Linked DNA regions of Mus musculus: region 1 is linked to region 2. Evidence: chromatin contacts called from public Hi-C data. All regions are on one chromosome and are shown on one strand. The core of a region is the stretch at or near the end of the contact, and the rest is flanking DNA. Distances in the headings are between cores, read along the strand shown.

What was found. A called contact is a pair of places that touch in the nucleus more often than the background predicts.
Region 1: a Hi-C map of cerebellar granule neurons shows a contact between it and region 2, with 1.8 times the contacts expected there. The contact joins two enhancer-like sites. A contact is called at or near these places in 1 of 39 promoter capture datasets (the 3T3-L1 cell line), 4 of 484 Hi-C or Micro-C datasets (the 3T3-L1 cell line, cerebellar granule neurons, embryonic stem cells and 1 more) and 1 of 115 datasets of contacts at active chromatin or transcription factors (effector CD8 T cells).

What each region holds. Positions count from the first base shown.
Region 1 is chr6:43,401,662-43,406,413 of GRCm38.p6, forward strand. The region is part of intron 8 of Tpk1 (thiamine pyrophosphokinase); the gene reads right to left. Among named protein-coding and RNA genes, the nearest start is that of Gm38800, 8.1 kb to the right of the region's middle. Within about 2 kb of position 1,605, at least 10 of the 459 cell types and tissues checked have an H3K27ac peak or open chromatin away from gene starts, as enhancers often do. A contact at or near this core is called in cerebellar granule neurons, where this site is marked.
Region 2 is chr6:43,334,873-43,339,578 of GRCm38.p6, forward strand. It overlaps a transcript of Tpk1 not described here. Among named protein-coding and RNA genes, the nearest start is that of Nobox, 28 kb to the left of the region's middle. Within about 2 kb of position 2,454, at least 36 of the 459 cell types and tissues checked have an H3K27ac peak or open chromatin away from gene starts, as enhancers often do. A contact at or near this core is called in cerebellar granule neurons, where this site is marked.

The DNA.
Region 1 (4,752 bases), core at 355-2,854, 66 kb after region 2:
TGTTCCTTATAAAGACCTTATTAAAGATCCTGATTTGGTTGGCCTCCAACTGTTTGGGCTCAGAATTAGGAATTCTACTTTTGATGAGAGATCATGTGTATTGATTAGAGAAGCATTTCAGGGAGTTATTAAGAAAGCAAATTAAGAAAAAGAAATGTAGCAATAGCTGTGACAGTATTTCATCACTGAAGTTCTTAAAGATCCAGATTTTCAATTCATGATAGACTTTCAATTTAAGATATAGGGTTTTAAGGAAGCAGCTATATGTAGTGACCCCATAAGTAACCAGTAACCTACCCATACTAAGTCCTGTAACATACACAGAGATAAGGAAAGGGGTGGGAGGCAATGGGATGATGCTTCAACGACCGAAGAACTACATTAGTACTTTAAATCACATTAGTTCTGAAGAAAAGTGTTTGGCATTAAAGTGTTATCAGGTTTAGACATAACAATAGGATAAACGAGATTACAGAAATGAACGTTTGAAGCCATGAACAGCTTAGGCCTATAACCATGGCTCTCTGAAGGCTGAACTGAGAGGCTGTGTTAGTGGTGGAGGGTTGGATCAAATGATATCATAAATAATAACTAAAGAAGAAAATATCCTTTACACAAACACTGAGGATGACGGTAGTAGATGTTGAAGGAAGGTACACAATAAAAAGAATGATTTGTAGAAGAGAGATTGAGACTATCTTTTAAAAAATGTTTCAACTATATCCTTCCTTTTTGATAATCACTTCCTCTGAGAATTAATTCAGATAATAGGCAGTACTGAAAAGGAGTGCTTACTCAGATAAATACAGAACTGAGTTAGTCCATTCAAAATATATGGACTCTACCTTTTCTCTAATCTAGCACATACCATCATTTCAGAGTCATATCTGTTAAAGTACAAAGGTGATCATCTCTCCCTTCTGCTTAAAAACTTCCATCCCTTCTCTGTAGAGCTAACCCTGACTTCTGTCACAAAAAGCAAAACGGCAACAATGAAACCCTCTTTGAGTGGATCCCACCTATACTTTTATATGCATTCTCCTTTACCAGCTCTTCTACTGCACGAGTCAGCCATACAGACACTTGAGACCGTTTTAATGCTGCCCCTGGCTCTGGAAATGGGCCTCTGTTTCTCTTTATAGCTGCTCAAAGTGGGTCATCTCTGTAGGCTGTTTGTGTCGAGGACAAGCCATCTTCCCCACAAAGAAAAGAACCATAAAGCTTACAAATGAATCTTTTGCATAAGTGGAAACATTCAAGTATAGACACACACACACACACACACACACACACACACACACACACACACGTTAACCATTATGCAGACTGCATGTGAATATTCATGTCAGTAGATCTGTTTTAAAACACAACAGAAAAATTTGCCCAACTCCACCTTCTTTACAGAATCAAGGCAAAATAGAAATTATTTAGCAAAGGAACCTGACAGAGACTAACAGCATCACAACAGATGGAATAGATTTAATATTTTTCCACATTTTGAAAAAATCAAGTCTATATTCTTGCTCTCCTCATGTGATGGCCCTTGGCAATGGTTTTGGCTATTTTTGTCCTCAAGCAGGGTTGCCAATTTCTTTCCTAAGCCTTATCTGCCCATAGTGAATGTCTCCTTGGTTCCAGTCCTTGCTCAGCTGCCAAGCTCCTCTTCACTGCCTTGGCATCAAAATGAAATGCAGCCATCAAGAAAAGTGACCCCAAGAATCAGTGTATGCTACGCAGAAGCCATTTCCCCGAGTTGCTCTCCTCCAAGCTCGTACATAGAAGACAGCTTGGAGTCCTATCATCCCTTTGTTGATAATCTGCTCCCACTTTTGTTTCTGCCATCTCTGCCTCCTCCCCTTGGCCCCTTTCCCTTTATTTATTCAATTATATAGCCATAAACTTTGCTTTTAAGTATGCAAGGGCATAAAATACCAGAATTTTAGTGTCTGTGGTTCCCATAGCGAAAATGAAAAGATCTGACGAGGGCTAGAAATAATTGAGTAATAATTCTGATAAACATTCTAAACATACCCTGTAGTCTACACTGAGCACAAGGAATCTTAGACCGTAAACTGCTTTCCACAGTGTGTAAGAGAAGTTAGTTAAATCATATTTTATGGAAAATTATTGGGAAGTTTCTAACTTGGAAGAAGTTTCTGCAAAGTTATGTCAGCCTTTGTAAAGCTCTCTTCTAACAATGTAGTCAGAGCCACCTTCCACTCCCCTGGGGATCCTAACTATGATAAACTCACTCTACATTTCCAAATCAATGAGGCCAATGTGTTCTTTCAGCAGAATTTCCCAAGTTATAATGTGAATTACTTGAGAAACAATTTAAAAAACCCAAAAGGTTCTGGGACTTGTTCTACTCAAAGGTATATGGCACAAATGGGGGTATTATTAATACTTCTGAACACACATAACAAAGAAAACCACTCAGCCCCATTTCAGTACCTTCCCCGCTCAGAAGGTTCATGCATATTTAAGAGAATTAATTTATTTTCTGCAATTTGCTTTTAAGAGCTTAAGTGGCCATTTGCTGTTGCTTATTTCAGGATTGTATGCCCTTGTTCTCTGAGTCACCGACTTACAGCTCAAGTGCTCCAGGTGTATTTATGCTCCCAAAGTATTTTAAATTACCCATCAGGAAATCCAATTTCCTATGTATAAGACTCAGAAGTGATTTTCCACTGTTAACTTTTCTTAATTAAGGATATAGGCCTGAATTCACTGCAGAATTCTTGGTACTACATTTATTCTCTGGCTCCCGACAGTCAACATTTAAGAATGTCATCAACATTAGAATATTAGATAGTCATTTAGATGAGAGCCTTCTTAGATTAGGTGCAGAATGGCATTCTGAGTATCCATCACACTCATCACCATAACACTGTGTACTTTTCACTCTCTGTACCAGGCACAATATAGACACCCTACTGAACCCACTATAAAGTCTTGTGCTACCAACTTCCCTTTCATTTCAACTCCAGAGATGTGAGAATTTGAGCAATGGGAAGTGAATCAATGCCTACCAATTAATAAAACATGTAATCACACCCACTTCTCCCTTCAAACTGGGCTCACAGTCAGAGAAAGAGGATTAAGGCAACTAGATAAAATATACAATTTAAAGATACATGACCCTTAGAGAGACTTAATATATACTTGAAAATTCATGGAAATGAAAATTTATATCTTTTTAGGAGCAAGGGAAAACCTTAAGACCCCAAGAGCCAAAATAAATCAATAAACAGACAGACCGACAGACAGATAAGGTGGGATTCAGAAAACTTAGTTTGTAGACTTTAGGACATGAAATAAACTGTCCATTTCATGGTACTGGCCATGAACTATGAATAACCTGTAAGACAATGACTCTAAGAGCAGAAATCATGATTTTTATTGGACTGAGGTGTTGACCCTACTTCTTGATGAGTGACTTTCTAGATATGTAAAAGTCATGACTTTAAAGGAAAACATTTTTAGATATATAAGATGTTTGATGTGTAGGCTCTCTGAGGAAAATAATAGCTGTTCACATTATTCCACAAAAAGGATATAACTTCAGATTCACTTCAGATACTGTCTGATTACATCCCAGGAGCTCCCTGTCTGTAGCCTCTCTGGGTTTGGTCTAAGTACCCCAATGATGCCTTGTGGTTTGTGACCCCCTTTGGAGGGACACATACCACATATTTACATTAAAATTCATAACACTAGCAAAATTGCCTTTACAAGGTAGCAACAAAATAATTTTAAGGTCAGGGGTCATCATAACATGAGTAACTGAATAAAAGGTTTGTAGCATTAAGAGGGATGAGGACCACCTCAACCCTGTTGGTGGAGTAGAAGGGGAATAAGCCAGGTGGCACTAGCCAGGTGGCACTAGCCAGTTGTGCTTGTTTGGCAGTCGTGTTACATTAGACATGTTTTTGTAGACAGTTCATCTGACAAAATTTTACTCAGCAACAATTCTATGTCAGGTACTCTATGAGCCAAAGGACAATTTACATACAAAGCAGATGGAAGATTATATTCCGTAAATCTCTGTGCACACAGGAGCAGTTAAGAGGACAAAGATGGGAAGATATGTGTGACAATCAGTGACAGTCATATGTTCTTAAAAGTGTAATGGATCTCAAGAACATAAAAGACAAAACAAACAAACAAACAAACACCAACCAACCAACCAAACAACCAACCAACCAACCAACCAAACAAACAAACAAACGAATAACAAAGGCTCAGACCAGGCCAAGTGAAGATGGACATTTGTTGTTGACAAGAATGTGGGTAAAAATATAATTATTGACTTTCGGGTAACAAATTTGTTTTCAGTTTGCTAGAGAACACTGACTGGCATGACAAAGTTACCCCACCTCAATTATTGATAAATATGCATGTCATTTATCATGCTATCATTATGCCTTTAAAAATTAAACTATGTATATATGCCTAAGTCTCTCTGTGTGTGTGTATGTGTGTGTGTGTGTGTGTGTGTGTGTGTGTGTGTGTGTGTAAAGGCACTAAAGTATCTTGGCACACAGGTGTAGGTCAGAGAACATCTTCACAGATTGGACCTCATCTTCCATCTTGCGTATGTCAGGTATTTTTGCCTATGACCTTTGTGGTACTGTCCTATATCTACCTCCCATTGTGTTGTAAAATGCTGGGTTACAGACATGTGCTACAACCAGCCTTATATGGGTCCTACGATCCAAATTCACATTTCCATGCTTGTGTGATAAGTGA
Region 2 (4,706 bases), core at 1,204-3,703:
GAATATTGTGACGAGTAGCATTTCAGCTCACCTACTTTACTTGGGATCATGTCCCCATCTGTCCAAATCAGCCATGTTATGGAGATGTCTATTCCTACTGAAAATTAATGGTAGGAATGGTAAATTCTCCACGCACCAACATTCTCAGTCACATGCATATTGTAGCATAGCTGACAAAGAGTTTACCTCTCCTGTTGTCTTTTACTGGCTAACTGACCCATGGGTAACATTCAAGAGACAAAAACATTTTACAGGAAAACTGGTTAAGACAAAAAGTATGGGGCTGGAGAGATGACTCCTGCAGTTACGAGAGCATACTGTTCTTACAGAGGCCAGAGTTCAGTTCCCAGCACCCATGTTGGGAAGCTCACAACTGCCAGTAACGCCAGCTCCAGGGGACTCTGATGCCCAAGTCTGGATTCTGTAGGCATCTTTACTCACACAGGCACCAGCCCATACACAGATTCACAACTACCCATAGAATTCAAAAGTGAACTAATCCTAAATAAAGAATAGTAAATGGGGAAGCAAAGAGCGCCGTTTCTTTCCTTGTTGTCCTATCAAATTTACAGTTTCCCCAACTAGGAGCAACGGTGGCAGCTAAGGAATAATTATGACCCACTGTTTATTATCCACCTTTATTAGGTCTATGAAATGTATTGCTATCATACTATGTTTCTTTCGGTTTTTTTTAAAGAAAGATTAAATATACTGGCCTCATGCTATTAATATTTCTTTTGTGCAGTCAAGGACTTTGTCTGGGGAAGGAGAGAAGAGATGTCCATAGGGACAGTTTCTTTTGCTTTATTTTCATATTGTGTCTGAGTCTATCTTTTTCCATTATTTATGGGAGCTCACAGTCAAGGACAGTGCTTTTATATGGGTGTAGTATAGTGGCAGGGAAAGCTGAGATGCCACATATGATTTATTGCTCTGAGGTGCCTGAGACTTAAGTGGACAACTCGTATCCAGGGCTGCCTCACTACTCCACTATTGGAGTTTCCCAACACCAATACAGTGTAGTGAACATTATCAGGCAGGTGAGATTGATCCAAGTTGACTGTCAGTAGGTACCCCGTAACCCTGTCAAAACCACTAGCTTCAATTTCCATGAATACTATACCGTGTATATAATAATGTAAACTATATGTATAATATGTATAATGTAAAATAGTAAGGCTTGGCTGCCACCTGGTGGAAGAAATCATACTATATGTATATCTTATGAACAAATTTGTTAACTCTAGGATTGAATGTCTGAAAATATTCTAAAATAGTTTTGTTATCTTAGACTAAATTAAATGTAATGGTGTTTCTGGTGAGACAGGATGTAAAGTTTTACTATTTACAAGCAGTCTTCACATTAGTAAAAGTTTTAAGCCGGTAGTGGTGGCGCACGCCGGTAGGATTTGCTGAAGGAGGCAGAGGCAGGAGGATCACGAGTTCGAGGCCAGCCTGGGCTACACATTTTTGGGCTGGCGAGATGGCTCAGTGGTTAAGAGCGCCGACTGCTCTTCTGAAGGTCCCGAGTTCAAATCCCAGCAACCACATGGTGGCTCACAACCAGCCATAACGAAATCTGATGCCCTCTTCTGGAGTGTCTGAAGACAGCTACAGTGTACTTACATATAATAAATAAATAAATCTTTAAAAAAAAAAAAAAAGTTTTAAGCACCAGATTCTTAGCCTTCTAGGCTTGTCCCCAGCTCTGAGACCATGTAAATCTATACATAGTTTTAGATAACAAATCTAGGACAGAATGACAAGGATCTTTACTGTCAGTAAGAGCTAGAATGGAGATGTTGAGACCTAACAAACACACCCTTCTTGGCACAGATTTGATAAGACTAACTTACAAGCAATGAAATCCTTCTTCTCCTTTATCAACTGTAAGTGAAAGAATGTGATATGAGTAGGTGAAATTTCAGCAATACAAAGCATCTGATGAGTTGTCATTAAGTTCTATTGAATCTTGAGTTGTTCATTAAGGTCCATGATCATAGCGTCCAATCAGAAAGTATCCTCATCAATACCACCGTCTACTTGTTTTCTCTCAGAGTCAAGGCTGGCTTCTGTGGTAGGGCAGATCTATGGTATCAGGTCAGTGCCACCACAGACTGCACTCTAGAGGTTCAGTGAGGGCCACATACTCTTTCTCCCAGGCAAAAGGCATCAGTGAAGTCCCTGAGACTCAACTTCTCATTAGCTCTTTTGAAAGGCCAGTGATAACCTAGTGAAACTGCAGAGGGATTAGCATGGGGGAAAAATCAGGGCAGTAGTTAAAAAAACCTACAAAGTATCCCTGTAGTTGGACACATGATTCAGGGGCTTGAACAGCTGAGTCTCTGAGCCCATGTCCTTCAGAAAAATGTGATAGAAATGATGCAAGCAAGGATGGTGTTTGGAGTCAGTGGTGACAGCAGAGGTGTGGGAGGTGACTTGTAGTCAGGTGTCACAGAGCTCATTCTGGCTCTGTCATTATTTAAGCCTCTTTGTGTTCTGTATTCACATCTATGAGGCAGGTTTAAAACTACATGGTTCCTAGTCTAAATCTGAGGTATAAATAAGATCATAGGCACATACTTGCTAATGGTGGTGGCTTCACAAATCCTATTTGGGTGTGAAGGGCATGAGGAGGTGTGCGGCGTCCCAGGAATCAGCACAGCTGTCATGCTAATTAAGCATGGCAAACGGACTCTTTTCTAAGGCAAGCTAGAGCTCTCCTCCTGTCCATTGGCACAGGTGACTTGCCTGGATAGAAGGACGCTTATCTTTAAATACCATCTCCCCTGGGTAAACAATGGAGGCAGTGCAGTACTATTTCTAGCTATAGGAATGTCAACACCCAGTGGCTTGCAGGCCACTTCAAACAGTAGGGTAGAGACGTGCCAGCTGGCACTGGCCTCACACTGTGCTATGTACGTAAGAAAACACAGGCAGATAAACACTGTAATTAACAATCCTGGAGTGACGGTATGTTCATACAGTAAAAACAGGCGATGGATTGAAAATGCAATCTGAACTTAATCGTTTGGTCGAGGTGATTTCATAGTTGACTAATTTAGCAAACCATCTTTAAAAGGCAGCTAATTAAAAAATGCCCGAGGTTATCAATTTGTTGCCAGAACTGCAGAAAAATGGGCATAGAAAGATTTTAGTCCAGATAATTATTGAATAAAGACTTGATTTCCATGTTAGGGGAATGTTCTAGAGGGAGGTATTTTTACTTGGGACTTTTACAGATGTAGAGGAGGGATTATTGAGAGACTATATAGTACCACTGTATTCTATTCATTTTCATTAATCATAAATTATATATGTAATCATTAAGGTGACTTCACTTTCACATGTTGGTTTAAGAATGCTTGGAATTCTGGCATGTGGCAGAAGCCCTTAGGAAGAGTGGCAATGGATAAAGACTGTCAAAGAGGCTGAGGAATTGAACACAGTGTGCAGGGGAGAATATAAAAAACGAGGTCAGGGAAGGCCAGGGGCATTTTAGTTGACTGTAAACACCTGTATTTCCCCTCAAAGTCATTGCAGGTTTTCAAGTCGAAGATTGATTGGATGTGGCTAAAGTTGGGGAAGAAAACAAGATAGAAGTGAGACAACTGTGAAGTGATGGGAGACCATGCTGGGGTTGGGCATGGGAATGCGAGGGAGCCTGAGAGAAGTGAGGAGAGCCTAAGCCCACTTTGAATACAGAGAGAAACACAATCATGACTGAGCAGTTTGGGCAAGAACAAGGGAAGGATGCTTGCAGATCAGAAAGTGAGCACTCAGCTCCTGCTCCAGCACCATGTCCATCTTCTTCCTGTCATGGTGACCATGAACTAACCCCCAGAAACTGTGAGCAAGCCCTCCAGTAAATACTTTTTTTTTTTTTTTTTTTTTTTTTACACGTTGCCTGGGTCATGGTGTCATCACACAGCAAAAGAACATAATAGACTAAACCAGGTTCTTAAAGGAGCTTAGTGACTGGACGAAGGAACAGCAAAGTTAGGTGGTAGCTGGGAGTGTGCAAATGCACTTTAAAAAGTAATTGTTTGCTAATGATTTGGATGAAAGGCATAGGGCAGGCAGATTGCAGAAGGACCTTTCTAGGGGAGCTAAGGAGCATGGTGCAGGGATCAGCCTTGATAAGAATGTGGATAAGAATGTGGATAGTTTATCTCTGGTCAGAGGTAGGAAAATAGTGTGGGTAGGAGGAGGAGCCAAGTGTTGGTTGTGGGAGGGGAACATAAGGTCTCTATAAAGTTCATTCTGACGGCTATGATTTTCATGGTGAAGCTAGGCTATTAATTGAATATGAGAAACATCAGGGAAGGAGTTGGAGGAGTAACCAGAACAGGGGTAGCTCTTTCTGACCTGTTTACCACTGAGAGTCAGGCAAGCCCTAAAAATTTTGTTTACTCCAGTGTCTGTTTTACAGCAAGCACTCAACCTTATGTTTAAGAGCTATATGCCAATCTGAAATGTTCATCTTCTTCTTTATTTAAAATTAACTCATTGTTACAGGATTAGTCTTTGGAATTTGTGTTTAATGAGGGAAGTTCATTTTTAGCTATATTATTCTTTCTATATTCTACCATAAATCAAATATCAAATCAATTCCATCTTCACATAAGAGACAGGACCAGAACATGAAACATCAGTAATATTTTAATTTGACCATAAGAAAATAACTGTGAAAGAAATAAGGATAA